2 separate regions of the Zea mays genome follow, and region 2 is linked to region 1. A link is a contact called in public Hi-C data. All regions are on one chromosome and are shown on one strand. Each heading gives the region's core, a stretch centred on a gene start, on an enhancer-like site or on the middle of the called end of the contact. The rest is flanking DNA. Distances are from core to core; before and after follow the strand shown. Region 1 holds the start of LOC100277897. Region 2 holds the start of LOC100381401 (O-fucosyltransferase family protein).

What was found. A called contact is a pair of places that touch in the nucleus more often than the background predicts.
Region 2: a contact with region 1 is called in a Hi-C map of ear, with 4 times the contacts expected there. The contact joins the promoter of LOC100381401 here to the promoter of LOC100277897 in region 1. A contact is called at or near these places in 13 of 25 Hi-C or Micro-C datasets (bundle sheath, ear, endosperm and 5 more) and 1 of 3 datasets of contacts at active chromatin or transcription factors (leaf).

What each region holds. Positions count from the first base shown.
Region 1 is chr6:125,417,230-125,422,810 of Zm-B73-REFERENCE-NAM-5.0, forward strand. It overlaps LOC100277897, which reads left to right and starts at 3,095. Exons shown (of 8, transcript NM_001151346.2): 1 at 3,095-3,414; 2 at 3,536-3,737; 3 at 3,983-4,092. The coding sequence starts at 3,196. LOC100285926 (TMV response-related protein) reads right to left here and starts at 1,882. Exons shown (of 1, transcript NM_001158815.2): 1 at 511-1,882. The coding sequence starts at 1,681. The coding sequence ends at 776.
Region 2 is chr6:125,605,949-125,611,529 of Zm-B73-REFERENCE-NAM-5.0, forward strand. LOC100381401 (O-fucosyltransferase family protein) reads left to right here and starts at 2,456. Exons shown (of 10, transcript NM_001361423.1): 1 at 2,456-3,028; 2 at 3,782-3,871; 3 at 4,000-4,096; 4 at 4,233-4,294; 5 at 4,442-4,530; 6 at 4,645-4,765; 7 at 4,857-5,000. The coding sequence starts at 2,753.

The DNA of each region.
Region 1 (5,581 bases), core at 1,845-4,344:
ACGAGGATAGATTTCGACTCATTTGATGATCTAAAGTCAGCAATGCCACACTGTGTATTGGATGGGACCAACTGATGCCACCATGGTCATGAATGTATCACCCATACCACTACCAGTATCCACAGGCAGCTGATACCTGGTAGATTGGTTCACATCAATCCCAGCAAATGCTCCTCTCCCAAGTGTGACTAGTTGCAGTTGCCTCTAAGGGGTTGCAGCACTTTGAGATATCAGATTCCAAATGTGTTTAACAAATTTCAAACCTATTATCCCAAGGACTAAGGGTATCAATATCTTGTGAAGAAAAGATAACAATTACAAAATTCACAGAGTAGCACATTATCGACTAATCTAAGTTCTTCGAAGAATAATTTGATCATTTCACTAGCAGCAAAAAGAAAGACATAACTCAGAACAGATAAATCTATGCCGTGGGACTTCTAAAATATCGTTAAAAAGAAACAGAAGCAAGTGTCAATTAGTTAGACAATAAATAAGTGGAGAAAACAATGATCTCCAAGTGTGTTAACTTTATTTCTGAAAGATCTATCTGAAGTTCTGAACCCAACAAATTACAATATTTCACAGATATAAACTCTATGCAGATCAAACTAAGCAAGATTTCTTTCCACATATTAACCAAATATCAGAAAGTGAAACCCATATTAAAATGATGTACCAAAACACACAAACATGAAGCCCCAGTGTGCCAGCTCTGTCGACACCCTCCTCCACTTGGCTAATCGACAGAAGAACAGCCCAGATTTCATCTCCGTCACTTGGAACCTGGTTCGTGCAGTGGGATCTCGTCATGGGACTCCCCGCCATTTGCCACTGGAGCTGCTGTAGAGGTGATCACTTCCTCTTCCTTCTCCTCATCCGAATCCAGTGTGAACTGTGACATCATCGGCATCCCCTCCATCTGGACCTCCTTGTCCAGAGCACTGTACCCGCTCGGAGGTCGGTTTGACCTGGATAGGACTGCTGCGTAAGCGGCCGCGCCGGCGATCACAAGCAGTGCGAGGTGTCCGTTGAACTGCAGCGTGGCGACGGACCGCGCGCGGTGGTAATCCTCGTGGGTGCGGCACTTAATGGTGTAGTCAGCGCGGCTGGCGGCGTGGAGCGCACAGCCCTGCGCGATGGCGCTGGTGAAGAAGGAGAAGCCCATCTGCAGCATCCACGTACCCTGCAGCGCCAGGCCCGCCGCGCGGGCGATCCGCGGCGCGGGCTCCCCTGGCCGGTGCGCGGCGAGCAGCGTGGCGCCGAGGCAGAGCGCAATGGGGACGAGGAGCAGGTCGAAGTACCGGTTCTCGATCCCAGCCGCGGTGGAGGGGCGGCGGTGCGCGAAGAGAAGCAGCTCCTGCGCGAAGGCGGCGGCGAGGAGGAGATCGAGGAGGGGGGAGGGCAGCGGCGCCGCGAGCGGCGCGAAGGGTGCGAGGGAATAGAGGAGGAAGAGGGCCGAGGCGGCGAGCGTGGGGAGCGAGAGGTGGTGCGCGGAGACGAGAGCGGAGATGAGGCAGAGCGCGGAGACGGCCGCGGCGAGGAGATGGCGGAGGTGCAGCGGCGTGGTGAGGCGGCGTGGGAGGGACCGGAGCGGCGGGACGCGGAGGGGCAGTGACTCGAGCGCGGCGAGGGCCAGGAGGCCTAGACCGAGGCCCGAGTAGGCGACCAGACCCGGCATGGTGCGAAGGGTGTGAGCTAGCCGCGCGCCGGGCTGCTTGTCTGTCGTGGTTGCTGCCGGCGCGGGAGGGTGCTGCGGGGCGGCGGATCTGAGCGCCGGCAGGGGAGGTAGGCGAAGGGGGTGGCCCGGCTGGCGACTTGTGCAAGTCGCTTCCGGGTGGGCCCACCCGTTAGTTGCTCTTGCTCGTGGTTGTCCAAATGTGGCGATCTCGATTTATTTTTAGGTCTTTATTTGACTTTCTATTTACTTTTTCATAAAAATTACACTATATATATATATAACATCTCACTCTAACAGATTATTTATCTAGTTTTGCTAGTTAGGTGTCTAGCTAAATTTTACTAGTGAGAAAACTAATTTAAAGAGTCATACAGCTCGGCGAGTCAGATAGCTAGTATGTTAAAGAATTATTTTGCTGTTGAATAGCCAAAATTTGGCTTGACGAGCCATTTAACTAGTCTCTTGGAGATGCTCTAAGGGCATCACAAGACACAACTAAGAGTCTAAGAGCATCTTCAATAGGTTAGCTAAATAGTTTGTCAAGCTAAATTTTAGTTATTTAATATCAAAATAAATCTCCAACAAGCTAGCCATTTAACTTGTTAAATTATCCGGCTCTTTAAATTGACTCACTCACTAGCCAAATTTAGCTAGCAACTCTCGCAAATCAAACTAACTTGCATGTCGGAGAGTCTGTTGAAATTAGATGTTATATAGAGTTTAATCTTTATGGAGACAAATAAAGGGTTAAATAAAGAGACAAAATAAAGAGTATCTTGTAGATGCTCTAAGAGACTCAATTATACACTGGAGTGTTTATAAATGTAGTTCACTAATAAAAACAGAAGTAAATGCGTCTGTATAGCGTTGGATCGATAAAACAGACAAATTCGTACAATAGGAGTGAGACATCTGTTGCTACTTGATTTACGAGACAGAGACGTCTCTTCACGAATAACAATTCCACCGCGAGTTTTTTTGTGCAAAAATCTCTTTAGACACCTTAATAGGGTGTTTGATTTGAGGAAGAATCCAGTCCATCATCTTCTCACTCCTTACGTTTTTGATTTATGGAATAAAATAAGTTGATCTATCACCATCTCATTCATCATAGTTAGTTAGTTAGTAATAACATTAGGAATTGGATCATCCTACCAAATTTGAGGAATAAAATAATGATGCATTACCTTATCTTGGATGGAGTGATTCTTTAAACCAAAACCCTAAACCAAACACCCCTAAAAGTCTCTGTATTAAATATTACTGTACATACAGACGAGACATAAGAACCGAGTCGAGAGAAGAGATAAATGGAAGCCAGAGAGCAGAAACAAAGCGTTTAGCTGCGACTTGATGCGACTTAATTCGCCTGCGGGGCGTCTGATAAACCTTGTGAGCAATACGCTTCTATGTAAAAACAGTATCCACACTAATCCACATCACAAACCCCATCCCAATTCCCAGGCCCCGCCGCGTGCTTGTGGCCGCCGCCGCCGCCGCCGCGAGAGAGAGAGATGTCGCTCTGCTGCTGCTGCAGCACCGCCACCGGCCGCGGCGTTCTCCTCCCTAGCCTCCTCCTCGGCCGACGCCACTGGACGGGTCACCACCTCCTCAACCTCCGGGCCACCACGACCGTCGTATCCTCCTCCTCCGCGGCCGCCACCTCCTCCCTCTCGCCGCCGCAGCAGCGCCAGATCACCGTCTACGTGGACACTCTCCTTGAATGGAACCAGGTCAGTGACCCGAATCCCTGAGCTCCTCGGCTATCACATCTGACATTCCTAGGCACGGAATGTTTCCCACGGCGACGCGCTGCCCTGCGTGTGCCCCTCTCACTCTCTCGAATATGTTCAGAGAATGAACCTCACCGCCGTCACCGACGAGGCCGAGGTCATGGCGCGCCACGTGGCCGACTCTCTCGCCATGCTGCCCCCGCTGGAGCGTGTGTACCGCGGCCGTTCCACCTCCGCTGGTGGCGCTATCGACGGAGTCAGGCTTATTGACGTCGGCTCTGGCGCTGGGCTCCCGGGTCTGATCCTTGCCGTTGCGCGGCCGAGTAAACACCCCACTTTTCCATTTTAGGGCTTGTTCGGCTATTCCCAATACACATATGGATTGGATGGGATTAGAAAAAATTAAGAAGAAGTTTGACTTGTTTGGGATTCAAACTCATCCAATCCCACTCAATCCACATGGATTGAGAGCTAACCGAACAAGCCCTTATTAGTTTGTGATGTGGCTGGGAAAACGATTCGTGGCTGATTTGGCTATTGCAATCTCGAGTTGTTTTCACGGTTTCAGGCTGGAAGTTTACGCTGTTGGAGTCGATGCGGAAGCGGTGCACGTTCTTGGAGCATGCTGTTGAAGCCATGAACTTGTCAAATGTGGATGTGGTGTGTGACCGAGCTGAGGTAAGATGGTTTTTAGCTTAGCATATGCTATTATGCTGTGAAATACTATTCTTATTAGTCTGTCAAATCAGGGACGGAGTTGGTGATTCATCATGCCTAGGACCACTATATAAGCGCCCAAATAACCCATAATGGGCTACATACCTACAGTCCATATAAAAGGAAGGATAAAATGCATAGTGTAGAATATATCTCAGTTCCATGTTTGATTTCTTAGCTTTCTGTGACCTTAATCCTAGTTCCTAGCCATTAGAACTATAGAATAGGGAGTATAACTTCGGAGTTGGAAGTTCGCCGTATGGAGGTCAGAGTCCGGTGTCGATGACGATGGTGGCTCTGGTATAGCAGAGGTGGTGGCCTTCCCTTCATTAGCCGCATAGAGATTAGATCGGATCTCGATGTGTGTGGGTGGGGGCAGTGGCGAAGCTAGAGGGAATCAGAGGAGGGTGCACATGCCTTGAGGGTAAATGGTAATATCTTGTAGATGGTGCATATATGGTGAAAATCTAGTTTGTTTCACTAGTTTTTATAAATTTTCGTGGGTGCATGTGCACCCACTATTCCGTACCTTCACCTTTGGTGAGCAGTACAGCAAATATTGGTTCGTGTGCCGGTCCTTTCATTATTTATTTATGAGATGTGAGGGAGGCCATAATCAAGAGGTTGTTGTGCCCTCGATCAGGGCACGTGTGTTGTCCAGTCCCCTGACCGAGTTGAGTTGGATCAACCCAACATTCTCCTCCTTGATACCATGCTCAGTCGCGAATACTTAGAACTTAATTTCTTAACCGCTTAATGTTTTAACTTAAAGTTTCTACTTCTCAATAGATTAGTACAACAAGACTAAAGTGTTACAACAGCTAGTCATGCGCCACTGAACTTAGTGATTATAGTACACCTTTTTATCTTCAAGCAAAGTACTTTTTTTAGGGAGATGGTTGTATTGATGGCCCCTTAATTCAGAACCATAGATGTTGCATTAACACATGTCAGCTACATGTTTTCTAAACATGCTGGGTCTGGGTGAAAGCCCTTTAGTCAGCGGATCCACGAACATTTGCTATGTGTTTATATGTTCAAGTTTGATTGTTTTGATCCTTTCTCTTTTACAATATAATTCTTGATGTCAATGCGCTTGGTAGCATCCCTTGACTTGTTAGTCTATGGTCAGCAGATCATGCATATGACCGCGCAAAACACTGTTTTGCATTGTAGACTGCACATGTTACAGAGTGGAGTTTGAAATGAGAGATGAAGATGAGTAAATTGTTGGAGATAGCCTTATAGGAGTAAAATATTGTCGGTTCATTATCACAATATAACTTTAGTAGTTAGTGGTTTTGTTTTGTTGTTTACAACTTTCAAAGCGGTATAAACTTCTTCAACCACATAGCCTATCTTGTTGCCTCATAACATGCAACAAACTCAGTATACATTGTCAATGATACAGTGATAGTTTGTTTTAAGCTTTTCCATGATATTACTTCTC
Region 2 (5,581 bases), core at 1,206-3,705, 190 kb after region 1:
CGAGTCCCTCGAATGGACTGATCCCTGACTTAATCGCACCCATCAGGCCTTTGCAGCTTTATGCTGATGGGAGTTACCAGCTGAGAATTAGGAGTCTTGAGGGTACCCCTAATTATGGTCCCCGACAAGTTATGATTTCAAGTGAAATCTTGACACACAAGGCTGAGAATTCAAGGCCTAGTCCATTCTTCAGTTGTGAAAAATGAATCTTGATATTCTAGGTATGAGTTCAACCCGTACGAGACTTATACTGAAAGGCTGGTATATAAAATAATTATACGGCACAGTGATTCTTTGTTCTCCTTTTCCTTGCTTTAGAATTGGTGGGGGGTTGTTGGAATTTGGGCCCATTTGAGTGGCCCATTCTATTGAAATTTCAAAGCAAATTGGTTGTTGGTCTTAGTCCCATATTGCTAGTTCAAGGTGGTACGGACTAACTTATATAGCTCCACTCATTCCTATGTCTGAACAGATAAAGTAATGGGAGAGAAAAAGAGCATGGCTAGTCACACATGCACGCGCGCGTGTTTCTGCGTTGTTTTTGTGTGTAATACCGCGTGACTTGTGACTTGCGACGCGCGACCGTAGCGTATCAATTCAGACCACTTGTATCATTCATTAATTAATTTTTTGTTCATTTGAGATTTAATACATATTTTAACGCGGCTAATTGGTCGACTGTCCATTTATGGGTGTATTATAGGGCTGAGCAAAAAATCCGTAACCCGAAACCCGAACCCGGAATATCTGAACCCGAAATACCCGAAACCCGAATTTTGTTCGGAAATTTCGGGTAGCAACTTGCAAAACCCAAATTTATTTCGGGTAATTCAGGTATCACAATTGGGTACCCGAAATACCCGAATTACCCGAACTTTTATGTGTCATGTACTCATGTCATGCTTAATTATTAATTTATACATCTATAATTATGTGTAAGTGTGCATAACTTGTGGTTGTAGATTGCTTGTGTTTTATATGTCAATATATATCATTATTCAAACTATATTTTTATACTAATTCAATAGGGTGTATGTGTTTTTATGAAGCCAACACAACAGTTCGGGTAGTTCGGGAATACCCGAACCTGAAATTTCGGGTACCCGAATTTTCAGGTATTGTAAAACTCGTTGTAATTTTGGGTATTGATTCTCAAAACTCGAAATTTTAAATACCCGAATTACCCGACCCAAAATTTTTGGGTAACCCGAACGCCCACCCTAGTGTATTAAGGAAAAATGACTCCTTGAGGGCAGTCACGCGTATTTTAAGCCTCTGGATGTGTTCGGGTTGATAGAAACGAAAATCTTATTCCATTTCTTCTTATTCCTGCTTGGAAAGTTGTGTTGTCACGGTTGAGTTGTCGTGTCTTCACCAACCCTTTTCCTTAGCGTGCACTGAGGAGGAGGGTGAGCGATATCTCCGAACCCTTGTCATCGTAAAGCCTGCACAAGGGGCGTCAATAAGGTTTCTGGGCAGCGCAACTGCGCGATCGCTCGAAGCCGTTCGACGACGATCTGCGCTACCTAACGGACGAATCGACGCGTCTACATCGATGGCATGCTTCGTCTACTTTTGTGATTGATCAACCTAAGCACTGACAAACCCGACGTGAGTAAATATGTTAATTTGATTGTTTACTGTGTTGATCTATATATTGCTATGCTAGTGTGCATATCTGTTTTGAATATCTATGGAATTTACCTTGATTTAAAATCTACACTTAGAATATTACGCAATATTCTAACAATTCTAAATTTATTAGACAACCAAACAACATAATTCAGAAATCCTAGTTTCAATTCTCAATTCTAGACTTCAATGTCTACATTAAAACGAGATGTAAGTGAAACCCCTCTTTAACGCCTTTTGGTCCCGTGATTGAATTAGGGATGAAATGGACAAGATGTGAGCTAGCAGTAGAACATGACTAATCGGAGGGTTTGTTGGAATGGAAATTAATCGAGTAAAATGCATCAGAAGTCTTCGAACTTGGTATTGTGTATCATTTAGATCCTAGAACTTAGAAAACCATAAAAACGTGTCCCGAACTTGGCCCCGTGCAAAATATCTAAAATCAGGTTTGCTCATACGACATACCGACGTGACATACCACTTTAAAGCACACTAATAAAAATGTAGATACCTAAATGACACAACATATCAAGTTTGAGACCCAAGTAATATATTATACTAAGTCTAGAACTTGTGCGTACCACGTGGCGCACAACGCTTGTGGGAAGAGCATGTCATGTCACCATCCGTTCTAAGTTAATTCGATTTTGAACGATTTTGCACAGATTGACCAAGTTAGAGCCCTGTTTTCCTAATTTTTGTATCATCAAAAGTGACAACGTCCCAAAATTTATGTACCGCTAATATATTTTACTCAAACCAATTAATTAGACTTACTATGACGTAGAGCAAGGGGGCGGCGACGATAGTGCAGTGGCGGTCCTAGTGCAGTCAGCCAGGCCAGGATGGCGCTGACGAGCGGCAGCATGAAGCTGACGCCGTTCCAGCCCGCCACCGGGCTGCAGCCAGCAGCCTACATGCAAATCTATACTCTCGCCCCTGGCTCCGATCTGCTGAGCTCAGGCCGCAATTACGAATAAAAAATTAGCCTCTACATCAAACTGCAGCTTAAACTAATCGCACGGCGATCGCAGGATCCGACGAGCCACCCCGCATCTCGTGCTCCTCTTCGCTTCCCACCGAACCCCGCTTATCGAGATCCAAATCCAGCGCCAGAATGCCCGAGGCGGCGCCGCCCCCGCCGCTGCCGCTCCTGGCGGCGGCGAGCTCCCCGGCGGCTGCTGCACTGCCGCGGGCGAGGCGGCGGCAGCAGCGGAGGGGGTGGCGGCGCCCGCGCAGGTTGCTGGTCTGGGGCGTCCTCGTGGCATTCTTCTTCATCATGAACTGGTGGATGTTCTCCCGACTTCAGGACCCCTCGGCGCGCCCGCACTTCCGGTTGAGGCGCCACCCACCCCGCGCGCCCGCTACTGTCAATTCGTCGCTCTCGACTCTGGTATGACGTTGTTGGCCTCCTTTATTGACCGATGAGTGTCTAGTACGGACTAGCTATCATCCGGTGAGGTTGATGTGATTAGTTTGCTGGGGCGACTGATTTAGGGTGATGAATCCGTAGCTAGCTATTCAAAGGGTTAGCTTTAGCCAAGAGAGTGGTTGTGCCATTTCTTATTTCCACTTCTCGATCTCCACTGGTTTGTAAGTTATTTTGCTCTGGGGGAGAGCAGGAGTGTTCTTAAGCTGTGCTAATGTGCAGCCAACTAGCCATAAAAATACTGCTCCATTTTGTAATTCTACATCTAGTTTTTAATTCAGGCTAAGTCTCCAGTAACTTTAACAAAGTCTTCAAGGCATGTTATTGTATTATGATGTTATCTTGCACCTACAGCTATACTCGCTTCATTTCAATGTGTTGGGCGTATTAGAATAAAACAAAGTTAAATATTATTTTGACCTTCGATTCTTAGAACAATTGCATGTTTAGGGAAGATGAATCATTAGATCCATACTTCACTTGTCTTTTAGTACGATATGGGTTTTATAGTAACTGATATTATATTGTACGGTAAATTAATGGTCAAAGTATACCTTGAAAAACTTCCTCAAATCTTAATGTGCCTTATGAAAAGAAATGGATAGTGTAATGTATTATGATAATGTATTTCTTGGCTGCCATGGCAACCGCTGCCCGCTCTTGGTGTTTATGTACGATATTTCTAATGCATGCTTTTTATTACTGAAATGTTTTAAGGAAGAGGTGGCTAATGCTGCTAAGGGGAAGAGGGCACATAGGGTTATGCTCACTCGATTGCTTGCTTTGGCAGGCCATGCTTTGGCAGAGGTAACATTCATAAATGCAACTACAAGCTACATGCACTTTACATATTCTAAACTGGCCATATATTGCACATACATGCACATTGAAATATGTCATTGGTAATGACAGAATGTGTAATGCTAATTACCTAGGCAGAGACCAGGCCTGAACCTAAGGATTTGTGGGAAGAGCCGATAAATGCTACTTTGTGGCGACCGTGTTCTGACCAAAGGGATTGGAAAGCCTCAGGTAATTGATGATTTATGTTACTCGATGCTATCGTTGTGCATTTACCTCGATAGTGGTGTTGGTTTATTTTTCATATTTCCAGCATATTTTTGATTCAGTGTCTTGTTTCTTTAACATTTATTCTTTGTAATTGAAGAGGGAACCAATGGCTACATCATGATCAGTGCGAATGGTGGCATAAACCAACAAAGGGTTGCGGTGAGTAGTTCAGTAATCTACTTACATCTTTAACATTGCTGGCAATGTTAGCAAATCTGCTTGGGGAAGTAATTCATTTTTTTGGTGTGTGAATTGGTTTTGCATTTATGCCATTGATTTCAATCTTTTTTCCCTTCTGTTTAACAGATTTGTAATGCAGTTACAATCTCGCGGTTGCTCAATGCAACTCTTGTCCTCCCAAAATTCTTGTACAGTAATGTTTGGCTGGACAAAAGGTACACTTTTCTAAAAAAATACAAGTCTGTCTTACGTTTAATGTTTTAGATAGCTTATTTCAATAAATGGTTATTATATTCTCCATAAATAACAATTTGAGTTCAACATCTTAGTCAGTTTGGCGATATATATCAGGAGGAATATTTTATCAAATATCTGAAATCTGATATTCAGATTGTTAAGGATCTTCCAGTAGAGCTGCAGTCATTAGACTTGGAGGCGATTGGTAGCCTAGTAAGTAACTAATCTCAGTTGTCAGTTATAGGAAGTACATTGATAGAAAGATGAACTTGTAGTTCATTATTGTTTAACTTGTCCTCTGTAGGTTAATGATACAGATGTCATGAAAGAGGCGAAGCCCAGTTTATACATGAAAAAAATACTGCCAATTTTACTGAGAAACAGAGTTGTGCACTTTATAGGATTCGGCAATCGCTTATCTTTTGACCCAATACCTTCTGACCTTCAGGTATTGCTCCAACTAGTTACGTGACGTAAGTTCATTCTGGACACTGAACAGTTCTCTTTAACATCATTTGGGTTGCCAATTTATTTGTGATATATCTGTAGAATCTTATAAAACTATGACAGTAGGTAAGTATTTTCTGAGACAAATTTACTATGCAGTACCATTGTTAACCTATTTATGTATTCAATAAAGATATTATTTGTCATAAAAAATATTCAACTGCGCTTGTTCTAGACTTCTAGTACACTCTTACCCCCTCCATCCCAAAATAATTCTCCATCTCGCATTTCGAGAACTCAACCAATCTAAATTTTTACTAAGTTTATACTTTATAGATAATAGTATCAAAATTTGTACCTTCAAAATCCAAATAGGTTTACTGTGAAAATATATGACATAATTAACCTAATGATGTTTATTTATCACAAATATTTGTATATATTCAGTCAAAATTGAGATTGTTTGACACCTTGAAATGTGAGATGGAGACTTATTTTGGGACGGAGGGGAGTACTTTTTACTGGAGGAGTTGCCATATTGTGCTGATTGCTACCAATACCATTTAGCTACATACCAGAGTT